Regions from separate parts of the Sus scrofa genome. Here region 1 is linked to region 2. The links are chromatin contacts, called in public Hi-C maps. All regions are on one chromosome and are shown on one strand. Each heading gives the region's core, a stretch centred on a gene start, on an enhancer-like site or on the middle of the called end of the contact. The rest is flanking DNA. Distances are from core to core; before and after follow the strand shown. Region 1 holds the start of RPH3AL (rab effector Noc2). Region 2 overlaps VPS53 (vacuolar protein sorting-associated protein 53 homolog).

Region 1 (6,798 bases), core at 1,720-4,219, 140 kb before region 2:
ACTCAGCCTCAGACCGCACCCAGGGCCCCGGGTTCCAGGTGAACACAGCAGAGGGTGGGGCAGAGAAGTGGCATTTCCTGTGCCCTCTGGCTCAGCCGCGGTGCATGGGGGAGTCTGAGGGCTCCCCCGCCTCAGGGTGCCTTAGTCGCTTTGCATTGTCTTCCACGGGCGGGGGTGGGGGGGGCCTTGGGCACCTTTCTGCCACAAGATATGCTGGGATAGTGGTGAAAACTCTGCACTTTGACCTCAGAGCTGCATCTTTTCTTTTTCCCACCATGTGCTAGCTGTGTGACCTGAGACAAATCGCTAAACCTCTCTGCGCCTTAGTTACCACATCTGGAAACAGGGTTGCGAATACCTACCTACCTCAGTGTTACGGGAATCAAATGCAGTAATTACATAAAGCTCCTGGCCCCTAGGAATCACCCAATCTATTATAAGAGTTTTGATCAATGATTTTTTTTTCTTTTTAGGGCCACACTCAAAGAATATGGAAGTCCCCAGGATAGGGGTCAAATCAGAGCTGCTGCTATCCCACAGCCACAGCAATGCCAGATCCTTAATCCACTGAGTGAGGCCAGGTATCCAACCCACATCCTCATCGATACCAGTCGGATTTGTAACCTGCTGAGCCACAACGGGAACTCCCTGAGCAGTGACATTTTTGGTTGGGGTAGCTACACAGCCCCGGGAAAGACTGTCCTGGGTGATGGTGTAGCGCTCCCCTTCTCAAAGGGTGCGCTTCACAAAGAAACATGGCGTCAGTGGGTGGCTGATTGAATTCAAAAAAACCCCAACAAAATTACAGGGGTCTGGAGCAAGAGGGAAGGGGTGAGGAGTGAATTGAGGGTCTCAAAGCCCAGGGTTCTAGGGAGAGGGCTTTGGGCTAAATAAGAATGTGCCTGCTTGTAGCCTAGAACCCAATGGGGGTCTGTGTTCAAGATATGAATAGAAGAAGCAGGTGGGTATTAACTTTCCCACAAGCACAGAAGTGGCTTCATCTCAAACTATGTGGGGTTAGATGTTTTATGTATCTTTCTTATAGCCAGGCTGTTGCAGTGAGGACCCTTCCAATGGTAAGGAATAGAAAACCCAGTGAAAACTGGCCTCTGAACAAAAGGGGGTGATTGACTTATAAGGCCAATAGTCCAGGGTTGGCTGTGGCTTCAGGCATGGCTGGATCCAGAAGATCGTAGAATGTCATCAAAATTTCTCTCTTGCTCCATATCTTGCCTTTGCCTCCCCTGCTTGGCTTCATATTCAGGCAGGTTCTCATAATAGGATTGCAAAGATGGCCACCCACATCCTCATAGTTCATCAAAGAAAACAGATGTGTCCCTATCTAGTGTCCATATCAACCCTAGAGAATGTCTCTGGCCTGGCATGGGTTATGCCCATCATTGGACTAAGCACGGGGGCCAAGGAAGCACGGAGACTTCGACTGCTGCACAGATCTAGGGTATGGTGGGGATGTGGCACGGGTAGGCAGAGGCAACCCCACCAGACACATACACCCAACAGATTGTCATGGAATCTATAAAACCTACATAGAACACAGAGTGACTCCCTAAAGAGATGCCAAGTAGGCTTGTCCATTACCCTCCCAGTAAAGAATGATTCATTTCTAAAAGACGTCGGCCAAGGGTCACGGGGGTGGATTGCACGGCAGGAGTTCATCTCAACGGTCTGGATTGACTGTACACTTATCTTCAGAACTGCTGACCCTTGGCCAACACTATGGAATCTTTCAACTAAAGATGAACAAGGCTGCCCAGCCGTGGTCCGTGAGTTGTTTGGAGCAGAATCAGCCGCTCAGCACCGTGTAGTGATCATAATTGGGTCGGTGATTTTCACCTGGTTTTGGAGGCACCCAGGGTGGGTCTCTACCTTGAAGCCTGGTCACGTGGCTAGAACAAGCCGCACCCAGATCCCTGACCCACAGAAACTCCGGATAATCAAGTTGTTTGAAGCCACTCACTCCGAGGGTAATTTTGTTACTAAGACAGGTGGCCTCACACACTCCTACCACCAGCGCTCAGAGGAGGCTTCTTCATCTCCAGAAACGCTGCTGTGTCTGGCAGGGTTGAGGGGGCTGCGGGGTGAGTTAAGTGCCAGTTAAGACTAAATGGTTTCTACTTGTTATGCTCACACGTGGAGCTGTCCTTAGCTCTTTACGTTTTCATGGTCCGTGTTTTGGGTCCTGCCCCGCCCCCTTGTCATGATACCGTCTGAGGTCATTTTCTGGCGTATGGGTTCTTCCAGCCCTCGGGCCCCTCAGTCAAGCTGTTCCCCGAGGGGTGGGAATTACTCTCCCCATGTGACAGTTTAGGCTTAGAAGAGGTCGCTTGCTCCCCGACCTTGACTCCAAGGTGGTGATGGTGGTTTTAGAAAATGTTTATCAAGCAACTGCTCAGTCCACACTTCCCTGGTCCCAACTGTCCCCACAGATGGGCTCCTCCTGGTCCAGCACGGAGACAGGAATTACAGACCCCACCTGTGCAATTCCATCCCACCCTCACGGCCACCTCTGAGATGTGAGATGTCAGGATCCTATTCGCTCATGAGAAAATGGACCCAGATGGGAAAGGGACCTGCTCAGGGTCACGCGGGGACTTAGGGGAGAATCTGGGATGTCACACCCAAGACCGGCTGGTACCCAAGGGCCAGCTCTTCTTTATTGCTATGCTGCGTGTCTCCGACAAGCTCGCACAGCAGGCAGGAGCCAGGCTTCATTCGCTGAGTACTTGCTCATGGTCAAATCCTGTCTTTGGAACACACCCTCTTCTAACCATCGCTGGGAAGGGTCTGAGTTTGTCACACGCCCATGCTCCCACCTGTAGCTACTTACCACCACGGCTTGCATCGAGGATGGTGCCAAGGCTCGAGGCTCCACATGCCAGCCTGGGACCAGCAGCGCCCACAGAACCAGGAGCTTGTAAGAAACATCTTGACCCCAGCCCAGACTTCCTGAATCAGAGCCTGTAGTTTAACAAGCTCCCCAGGTGATTCCCATGCACGTTGATGTTTGAGAAGCCCCAGTGATTGGGAGGCAATTTCCCAGATCCCTCAGGAGCCTGTGCATTTGTGAGCTGAGTCCCTGGATGCCTTGGTTCTTTCGAAGGACGTTGGTGTGACCAATAGCCTTGGAAGATCTTGTGGTTTTTGATCCCGAAGCTCACCATCCCTCTCCTGTAACAGACCCTTCATGTCCTAGTGCCCCCGGCCCCTCTGCTTCACCCCATGGGAACTGAGGCTCTGGAAACCCATGACCAAACGCTGGGTCTCTAGCTATTGCTGTGGCTCTGAACCCATCTTTTCTCCCACCCAAGAGTCTCATGGCTTCAGCCAACATCCATGGAAGCGTGGAGGCTAAGGTGTTAGCTGGCAAAGAGTAAAAGCTCAAACCCTACACAGGTCTCCACATAATGACCATTTAACCCTCTGGCTTCTCTACACTTAAATCACCAGAAACGGGAGTTCCTGTTGTGGCACAGGGGAAATGAATCCGACTAGGAACCATGGGGCTGTGGATTTGATCCCTGGCCCCGCTCAGTGGGTTAAGGATCTGGCATTGCTGTGAGCTGTGGTGTAGGTCGCAGACAAGGCTTGGATCCTGCGTTGCTGTGGCTGTGGTGTAGGCCGGCAGCTATAGCTCTGATTAGACCCCTAGCCTGAGAACCTCCACATGCTGCAGGTACAGCCCTAAAAAGACAAAAAAAAAAAAAAAAAAAAATCGCCGGAAAGGTTTCTTTGCTTTTACCCTGGTTTTAGTGCCTGTATCCCAGAGAAGGTGTGTCATACTGCAGTCTTCCCTTTTTGAAACTGAGTGGCTACAAATGAATACATGAACAAAATAAAGGAAATAACTCGATTAAAGGAATTTTTGGACCCTTCCTGCTTTGCAAGAACTCTGGAAACAGTGGGGCTGGCATTTGGAGCATTCGGTTGGTGGCGCTTGCCAGCTTAATTACCCATCCTAAGCCCCAGGGCTTTCAGAGAAAAGCAGTAATTTGTAATTACCAGCAATTGGCTTGACACACCCAGGACCCCGGCACTCTCATTCTGAAAAAAGAAGCCAGCAAATGCAAAGAACAGAAACCTCCCACCAAAAAAAAAAAAAAAAAAAAAAAAAAAAAAAAAAGCCCCCTGATGCACCGATGACTTGATTCAAAGCCCGCCCTACCATGAGGTTGACAGTGGTATTCACGGTGCCACCAGTGAAAAGCAATGTCATCTCTTAGACAGGTCCAGGTCCATTCCTACTACCACCAAGAGCTGCAGTTCTCTGCTGTCCAGCACAGGGAACTCTATCTAGTCACTGGGACGGAACATGATAGAGGATAATGTGAGCAAAAGAATGTATATCTATGTATGACTGGGTCGCTTTTGCTGTACAGCGGAAATCGACAGAACACTGTAAATCAACTGTAATAGAAAAAAATCAAAAATCTTAAAAAAAAGAAAGAAAGAAAGAAAGAAAAAGTAGCTGCAGTTCTCCAAAAATCAGGCATGGGGAGTTCCCGTCGTGGCGCAGTGGTTAACGAATCCGACTAGGAACCATGAGGTTGCGGGTTCGATCCCTGCCCTTGCTCAGTGGGTTAAGGATCCAGCGTGCCGTGAGCTGTGGTGTGTGTCGCAGACGAGGCTCAGATCCCGCATCGCTGTGGCTGTGGCGTAGGCCTGTGGCTACAGCTCCGATTTGACCCCTAACCTGGGAACCTCCATATGCCGCGGGAGTGGCCCAAGAAATGGCAAAAAGACAAAAAATAAATAAAAAATAAATAAATAAATAAATAAATCAGGCATGGTTATCTCTTGGGAACATAGAGGTGATTTTTTTTTTCTGATTTTCATTTTTTTTTACTTTTTAAATTATAGTTGATTAACAAAGCTCTATTTTTTCTGATTTTTAAAAATAGGCCCTTATCACTTGTATCCTAGAAACGTTATTAAAGATATACTTTCCCCAATTTTTTAATATGGAAAATTTCAAATATATACAAAGTACACATAGCGTAATGAAACCCCATGTACCGTCACCCAGTTTCTAGAATTTTCATCTTCCACCATTCTTGTTTCATTTCTATCCCCACCCAATCCCCCCTCCTCATTATTGACGGTTCTCTTTTCTTTGAGGAGAAATTACATTAGAATGCAATTTACAGATCTAAATTGTCCAATTTTGACAAACTACCCAAGCAACCCACCCTCATCCCGGTATGAAACATTTCCTTCTCCAAAGGAAATCTCCTCACATCACTGCCAAGTCACCCACACCTTGGCAATCACTGCTATTTCACCATAATTTGTTTCTATTTCGTAAGAATATTATTCCCTTTCCTCTGACTTTGGGTTAAACTTGCGTCTTAAGGCAGAAATTGCCATAGGGGGCGCTAGGGGTGGGACCCTCTTCCTGCAGCTACTTCAGGCCCCTTCCTTTTTCTTTTAGCCTTTCAACATGTGTGTCATCAACTCTGTATGAAACCTTCTCTGCTGGAAACATCTTGTGTGGTTTTGGTTTTCCTGATTGGACTCCAACTGTTATACATTTAAACTGGCATTCCTTTCCTTTTTTTAAAATTTATTTAAAAATTTAATGTTTAAAGGTTTTGTTTTATTGTAGTTGATTTACATTTGTTAATTACTGCTGAACAGCAAAGTGATTCAGATATATATCTATATCTCCTTTTTCATATTCTTTTCCATTATGGTTGATTAGAAGATATTGAATATAGTTCTCTGGGCCATGCAGTAGGACCTGGTGTGTTTATCCATCCTGTACATAAGAGCTTGCATCGGCTCATCCCAAACTCTCAGTGCATCCCTCCCTCACTGGTCTCCCCTTTGGCAACCGGGGCAACCACAAGTCTGTTTTCTATATCTGTGAGCGAAACTAGCATTTCTTAAAGTGCATTAGAAAAAACACTAGTTAAGTCCTATGAAATTCATAGGGGTTCTTTGGTGTGAGATTTGAAAATGCCATGTACTACATCTTCCCTTTTGAAGATGCTCAATGCCTGGTACCACATGAAAGGCGAGGGTAGATGACGCTGCAGCAACAACTCACTGCTTCTGTAGCCTCCATGTTCAGAGCATGGTTCTCCGATCCATTGACCTGAGCCCTGGCCATGCATCTTCCTTTGGCCAACAGAAAGAGGGTGGGTGTAACAGGGTGCCAGCTCCTCGTGTAGACCTTAAGAGGTATTGTATGTTTCTACCTGCTCCTCTGGGAGCTTTTAAGAATGTGACCTTTCCAGTCTGCTTCAGAGACAAGGGGAACAATCGTGAAATCCACACCTAGCCTTGGGGAGAAATGCCCTATCAGACATGAAAGTTAGGAAAAAAAATGCTGGAGTTCCCATCGTGGCTCTGTGGTTAACAAACCCAACTAGTATCCACGAAGACACAGGTTCCATCCCTGGCCTCACTCGGTGGGTTAAGGATCCAGCACTGCCATGAGTTGTGGGTGTGGGTCACAGATGCAGCTGGGGTCTGGCATTACTGTGGCTGTGGCATAGGCTGACAGCTACAGGTCCAGTTGGACCCCTAGCCTGGTACCCTCCATATGCCATGCATGTGGCCCTAAAAAGACAAAAGATGAAAAAAAAGAAAGGAAGAAAAATGCTTAGTGCTATATGTCACTGTGATTTTGTGATGGCTGTTACACACTAAGAGCTGACTGACACAAGGATTTCAAGGAGCCTGCGATAAACACGTTTAGCCCATTCACCTTTCATTTCCCCAAACGTATTTGATCACGGAACCTTATTTTATTCCATAGAAAGCACTTTGGGAAAG
Region 2 (6,749 bases), core at 293-2,792:
GCAGCTACAACTCCGACCGGACTGCTAGCCTGGGAGCCTCCACATGCTGTGGGTGCGGCCCTAAAAAAGACAAAAAAGACAAAAAAAAAAAAAAAAAAAAAAAAAAAGAGTGGCCTGTCCTAACCGGGGCTCCTGAGCCTTTTATAAAAGTAATGATAAGGCCAGTGTCACCCTAGGGCTGTGAGTGGCCGTCTCTGCCCACAAAGCCTCGCTGAGAAGGACACCCTAACAGAAGAGAGAGGACAGCGAAGCTGAGATGTAGAGACAAGGGCCCTGACAGAGCTATCTGAACCTCTGCCTCAGTGGTACCCAGTGGAAGAGCTGCCTCTAGACCACAAACTAACCTCTTTTCTTTTATGCTGAAAAATATTCTTAAAAGCATGGAGCTCCCTTGTGGCAGAGTGGGTTAAGAACCCAGCATTGTCACTGCAGTGGCTTGGGTCACTGCTGTGGCTCCGGTTCAATCCCTGGCCTGGGAACTTCCACATGCTGTGGGCACAGCCAAAAAAGAAAAAAAAAAAAAGAAAAGCACAGCAAACTTAGGTCGGTTTCCTCTACAAGGAAATGAATTCCCTCCTTGTTGGAAGCAGGGACTGTAGCTCCCTGTCCTTCCCAGGTTTCCTGGGCTGCCCACCTGTGACACTGGGACTCCCTTATCCTACTCTGGAGCTCCCTCATTCTGGGTGTGGCTCAATCCCAAACCGAGCTTTCTTCTGATCGTCTTCCATCTCTGACATTTAAAGGAGTTTCACACGTGATGACAAGGATGACAAGCTCCCACGTGTGACTACGTTATGGCTTCGGAGACAAACTCCTTCGGAGAAGCTCCTCTGCCTGTTTGTCGGCAAGTCTGAAGGGACACTGTTCAAGAGCTGCTCGCACCGCCTCCTGCGACAGGCAGGGAGCGTGTGCGTGCTGTGCTGGATGGCTTCACTTCTACCTACCAAGGCTTGGGAGCAGACGACCTTTCCTGCGGGTCATTTCTGCCGCCCAGACAACACAGGTATTTTAATCATCAAAACTCTGGTCTCAGAACAACAGCTGGCACTTCTATCAGAGCCCCAAACTCATAACTTGGGGAAATGTACCTGAAGAGTGGTCAACAATCAAAAGGGGCGATGGAACGCGCTTGGGTCTCACTCGCAGCCCCGCGCGACCCCATTCCCTCCCCAGAGGAGGCCTCGCCACCCCCTGCCTTCCTCCCTCCCACTGGCCCTCTGGGAACAGCAACAGCCCGGGGCGGGGGGGGGGGAGTCCTCCATTTTCCAGCCAGAGGACGTCCCTGCTGTCACAAATCAGCCATACGACCTCTCTGGGGATCAGTTTTCCTGATGGCACCTACGTCGGGTGTTGTCAGGAAGATTTAATGACACAATAGGCATAAAAAGATACACAAATGTTTTAGGTCTATTTCCAGGGCTCAGCAGCAGCCTGGGTGAATGCATGTAAGGACATGGAGGTAGACACACACCCATACACTGCCCTTCCCTCTCGCGCCCCACCTCTGGGCGCACCCACAACCTGACACTCCCCCACGCCCCAGTGAATCCACCCCCTCCCCATGCACCCCCTCACTCCTCCCAGGAATTCCCTTCTAACATTTGCTTCCTCAAAATCAGGATACGAGATTTTGCTGAGCACTGCCGACTGCCACGCCGCCCAACCTAAGATCTCCTAAGATTATTACAAACCAAAGCCAGGTTCCAACAAAGTTACATGAGAAAAGGGAATGAATGATCGAATGTCCAAGGAGCACACCTTCCAAATGAAAAGCTCAACACAGATACTGGTCGTGTACAAATCTCTGTTGTCTCCCAGGACCTGGTCAGATGCTGTTTCTTCTCCATCGTTCCCCCAACGTCCCCCTCCCTCCCGACAGCATCTCCCACAAACACGCGTGCAGCGCACAGCAGAATCGATTCATCCCCTGGGTCCCCGTGGTCCTTTATGTATCCTTAACGTCTGCAATGATTTATCTGTGGGCCTGTCTTTGGGTTGGATGATGAGATCCTAGGGGGCAGGGGTCTGTCTCTTTCCTTGTGACCCCCCTGACAGGGCAGCACCCAGAACGACATGGTAGGTGCTCAGTTTTAAAACCAGTCCATCCTGGCGCACACACACACATCTCTGCTCTCGGGGAGAGTCGGGCAACACATTAGCCACAGGAGTCACGGCTGTGCCAGCATTTTAACTGCAGCTCTTCTTTAGCCAGCATATTTCAAGTTTTGCAATCCTCACATACTGAAAAAAATACTGGGTTTTTAACCCAGAAAAAAAGATTTTAAGTTGCCATGCCATCGCATTTCATAAAGCTGTTGCCAGGGTAGTAAAGTATTGCAAATGACTGCCCCCTGTGTGTGTGCGTGTATTTTTTTTTTTTCCAGATGAACTCGCCTACCCTCAGAAGCCTTCCACACATTCCCTCCCCTCTGTATTTAAGAACGCTACTTTTCAATGCGTATCTATTAATAAAGTATATTTTTAGATTATTTCAGATATTTCAGTTTTTTTAAACATTAGATTCCAATTTTTCCTTTTGAGATGATTAAAAAAATCTTTTTTTTTTCTTTTGGCCATGTTCCTCAGGAACTAGAACTAATTTTAATATCCACTTTATTCAATCAACAAATATTACACTGGGGATACAGGGATTAAGAAAAAACATAATTCCTGGAGTTCCCATCATGGCTCAGCATAACGAACCCAACTAGCATCCATGAGGACATGGGTTCCATCCCTGGCCTCTCTCAGTGAGTTAAGGATCCGGCACTGCCGTGAGCTGTGGTGCAGGTCGCAGACACAGCTCAGATCCCGAGTTGCTGTGGCTGTGGTGTAGGCCGAGGCTGTAGCCCCAGTTGGACCCCTAGCCTGGGAACCTCCATGGGCCACAGGTGCGGCCCTAAAAAGACAAACAAACAAAAGACAGATTTCCTGCTCTCAAGAGGCTTATACTCTAGTAAAGCAAAGAGGCTAATAAGGATATTGAGGCACAAAAAAGATACACACAGAGAGTTGAGGGAGCTGAGAGAGACCATCACCAATACTGGCTCGTTTGTTTGTTTGGCAGGAAGAAGGAGAAGGAAGGGAGGCCCAAGAAGCCTCCTAAAGGTCACAACTTCACAACTGACTACTTAGGGCAGAGTCTTTTTCAACAGCAGCAGTAAGAGCAGCAGGTCCTAATAATGTTCTCGGGCTGTTTGCTGTGTGAGTGTCAGCTCCACACAGGGCTGTGGGTGTCCTCGAGAGTGTGGACAAGGACATGGATGGTTCTTATACCCGCTGTGGCTCAGGCAAGCATCCACTCCGGCTGACAGAACACAGGGCCAGTTTGTGCCTGGTGTCTCATGTAATTACCAATGGCTCCTTCTCACTCTCAAAATCATATGGTCACCTCGACGACAGCATCTAACAAAAGCTGGAACATGGTTGGAACTCAACCAGTACTCGACAATGGATTAAAAATCTTGTGGGGCACGTCTCAGAGGAGCAGCCGTGCTGAGACCCCTGCTCGGAATGAGGCGGACAGACGCCCACAGCGTCCCTCACTTCAGCCACAACTGTAAGCAGTGGTTCTAAAACGCAGCATCGCATTTGCTGTAACTGTTATTATCTATTAGGCTAAGGTGGAGTCTAAAGCCCACGATGCTGCCAGGGGCGAGTAAATTGTAAACCCAACTGGAACCTTCTAAAACACACTGAGTCATAGTGTGAAAAAAGCACCACAGATGCAACTGCCTGCTGGCAACTGCCCACCAGAAAAGACTGACCTGGAGTTCCTGTTGTGATGTAGTGGAAACAAATCTGACTAGTATCCACGAGGACGCAGGTTCGATCCTTGGCCTCGCTCAGTGGGTTAAGGATCCAGTGTTGCTGCGAGCTGTGGTGTACGTTGCAGACACAGCTCAGATCTGGCATTGTGGCTGTGGTATATGTAGACTGGTGGCTACAGCTCCAATTTGACCTCTAGCCTGGGAACTTCCATATGTGGTGGGTGTGGCCCTAAAAAGCAAAGGGAAAAAAAAAAAAAAAAAAAAGACTGACCTTTTAGGGCAGCACAGCTTACATGAAATTCTGTGATTCTGTGGGTCATGTCATGTCATAATGATGCACTGATGGGACTGGAGGCACCAGCTTCTAGCCAAACAGCCTAAGACATACGACATTCACAGCTAAGAAAGGCAAAAACAGAGTTCCCATTGCGGCACAACAGGATTGGTGGCATCTCTGCGGTTCTAGGACGCAGGTTCGATCCCCTGCCTGGCACAGCGGGTTAAAGGATCTGGCACTGCTACAGCTGAGGCATAGGTCGCAAATGTGGCTCGGATCTGATCCCTAGCCAGGGAACTCCATCTGCCATGGGGGAGCCAAAAACGAAGAAAAGAGGAAAGCAAAAAGGGCCAGGTTCTGTACGTAGACCTAAGGTCTGAAGAAGTTTCCACGATTCTTGGAGAAAGGGTTTCTATCCCTATTTCTCTCTTATTTTTCAACCTGGCATCCTACCAGAATTGTCTCTGCTCAAGGTACCACTTTTTTCCTTCCAGGGAACAAGTAAGACTCACACAATCTTACATTTCACAGTCTTCAAGAAAGATAAACTGTCTGCCAGATTTTTTTTTCCCCAGGCTGGGAAACTTTCGCTTGTTATAACAATGTACCGAAGTCGAGGAAATTTAATATAATTCATTTTCCAGAGTCGAAAAGGTTCTTCTGAGGCATTCACTCCATCAAGTAGGCCCGTTCTCAACACATACCCTGATAGCTGACATCTAATCTCTAATAACCAATCACACGGGAGGAGAAGTGTTTTGTAACTGGAAACATCCTAAGACTTACGAATGGTTAAGATTTTATTTTTAAATAATACCCAAATACTTTTACCACCTAGCTAATCAGAAAACGTGCTTAAAGAAAGATTCTGGCACTGTCCCTAGACACTGTTTAAAATAAAATGTGGCTACTTTTCCATCCGGGGCGGTATGTGGATTAAAAACAGTACTAATCACTCAAAAATGTCTGCTTCCAATCCGCCCTGCCTGGAATCTGTGAACTGAGGGCTGGAGCGTGGCTGCAGCCCGCATGCGAGGCAGTGACTGCAGTCTCCCCTTAGCGACTCAAATTCTGCCGGCGGCGGGGGAGGCAAGGCGACCCGCTGAGCTGGCCTAGAAGATTCAGCAGAGCCAATGATGTGCTCTCTGTGTTTCTGCGCATCAACTGTCATCGTTATTCCTCACCTTCCTTTCCTTCTGAAGAAGACCCTGGACGGGCTACCAAAGCCACTCTGGGTCGTGTGCACGGAAGATAACCTGCATGGAACCTGGCATAGACCCCACCACTTTCTTCTTTTGTCCCCCTCTCTGTTGTCTGCCACCTGTGTAGACAGAGTGGATCTGAGCCAGTGGAAACGCCTTGAGAAATTAACATGCCTTTTGGCTCGTAGGCACAGCTAATTTTGCAGTTTCCTCTATCTGCGAATTCTATTGCCTTTATCCTGTGAGTCCACAGGCCGCCTTTAAGACATTTAAAATGGAGATCCCATCTGCTGCCACCCAGGAAGGAGGAAAAGGCTGCTCACTTTCAGAAGAACTGACATGGCTTTATGTTCTTTGAGAAAAGTAAGGTGCTAACAGTCAAGATTACTGGGAAGAAAACACTGTTTTCCACTTATTTTCTGTTGTCCAACTTCATATTTGCCTACTGGTTTGGAAAAGCAATGGGTTGTATTAGTGAAAAGCAGACGGGGGTCTGAATGCCAGCCTCGCCACTTCCTGTGTGATCTCCGTCAAGCAGCCACCTAACCTCTAGGAGGCACAGGCTCACCATTTCTAGAAGAGGAACAAGAGTCCCAACCCAAAGACTTGTTGTTGGGAAAGAAAACAGGGCTTTGCAGCGAACACCCTGGGAACTGTTTACTCAGTGCTCGTCCTTCCTCCGGGGAGCCTTCCTCTCCCTCACTGAGGTCTAACAGGTCTGCTGTCCCAGAGGCCCAAGCTGGGTTACCTAGAGCTTTTCTGTGACTTTTCCAGAATGAATCAGGAGAGACAGTTCATCTCTCTCCGGGTGGTGGCAGCCCCAGGAGGTGAGATTAGGTCAGACAGCAGCTGGTCTCCAGGGAGAGACGATGAAGCCAACACCAGGAGAGAGGCAGGTACAGAAAGATCCAGAGCTCTGTTCCAGGGCTGGCTCCTGTTGTTGCAGAAGCCCGGCAGCAACACGACCCTTTCACGGACTGTTCAACCTCTCCTTCAAAACAAGACAACAGCCTTCCAGATAATTTCCCTTTGGCCTAAGCCAGCCTGACCAGGGACTTTTGTCTCTGCCTTCTGCAGCTGAGAGAACCCTGATGGGAGACTCAGCTCACAGAAGGGGCCACGCAGGGGTGATGACTGACAGTACCCCCAGATCGCCCGGATGGCCCGGGGTATTTCAGATGAGACTGTTTCTCTACGAAACAAAGGCTGTGGACCCTTATTTTAGAGCTTTGCTAGTAGGCTGGGTAGGTTCAACATCCGCAGGCAGACACGAAGAATGGCTCATGGACCGGGGGTGGAGGTGGAACGGTCTGTTTGAATGATGCTGAAAATGAGCCATTCTCCGGAAGGGAAAAAAGTTTCAATCTTTGTTCATCCTGTTAATACAGAGTGAGGGCCCACTACATGTAGTAAGCTAGATACCGAGAGAAAAAGATCACTAGGTGGGGGCACATCTTTAACGAGCTTGTGAGGGATAGATAAGAAACAAATAACTAGAAG

What was found. Hi-C and Micro-C count contacts between places; a contact is called where the count stands out from the background.
Region 1: a Hi-C map of omental adipose tissue shows a contact between it and region 2, with 1.6 times the contacts expected there. The contact joins the promoter of RPH3AL here to the enhancer-like site in region 2. A contact is called at or near these places in 4 of 47 Hi-C or Micro-C datasets (embryonic fibroblasts, epiblast stem cells and omental adipose tissue) and 1 of 2 datasets of contacts at active chromatin or transcription factors (skeletal muscle).

What each region holds. Positions count from the first base shown.
Region 1 is chr12:47,318,676-47,325,473 of Sscrofa11.1, reverse strand. It overlaps RPH3AL (rab effector Noc2), which reads right to left and starts at 2,969. Exons shown (of 10, transcript XM_021067542.1): 1 at 2,849-2,969.
Region 2 is chr12:47,177,069-47,183,817 of Sscrofa11.1, reverse strand. The region is part of intron 4 of VPS53 (vacuolar protein sorting-associated protein 53 homolog); the gene reads right to left. Among named protein-coding and RNA genes, the nearest start is that of VPS53, 39 kb to the right of the region's middle. Within about 2 kb of position 1,542, at least 2 of the 83 cell types and tissues checked have an H3K27ac peak or open chromatin away from gene starts, as enhancers often do. A contact at or near this core is called in omental adipose tissue, where this site is marked.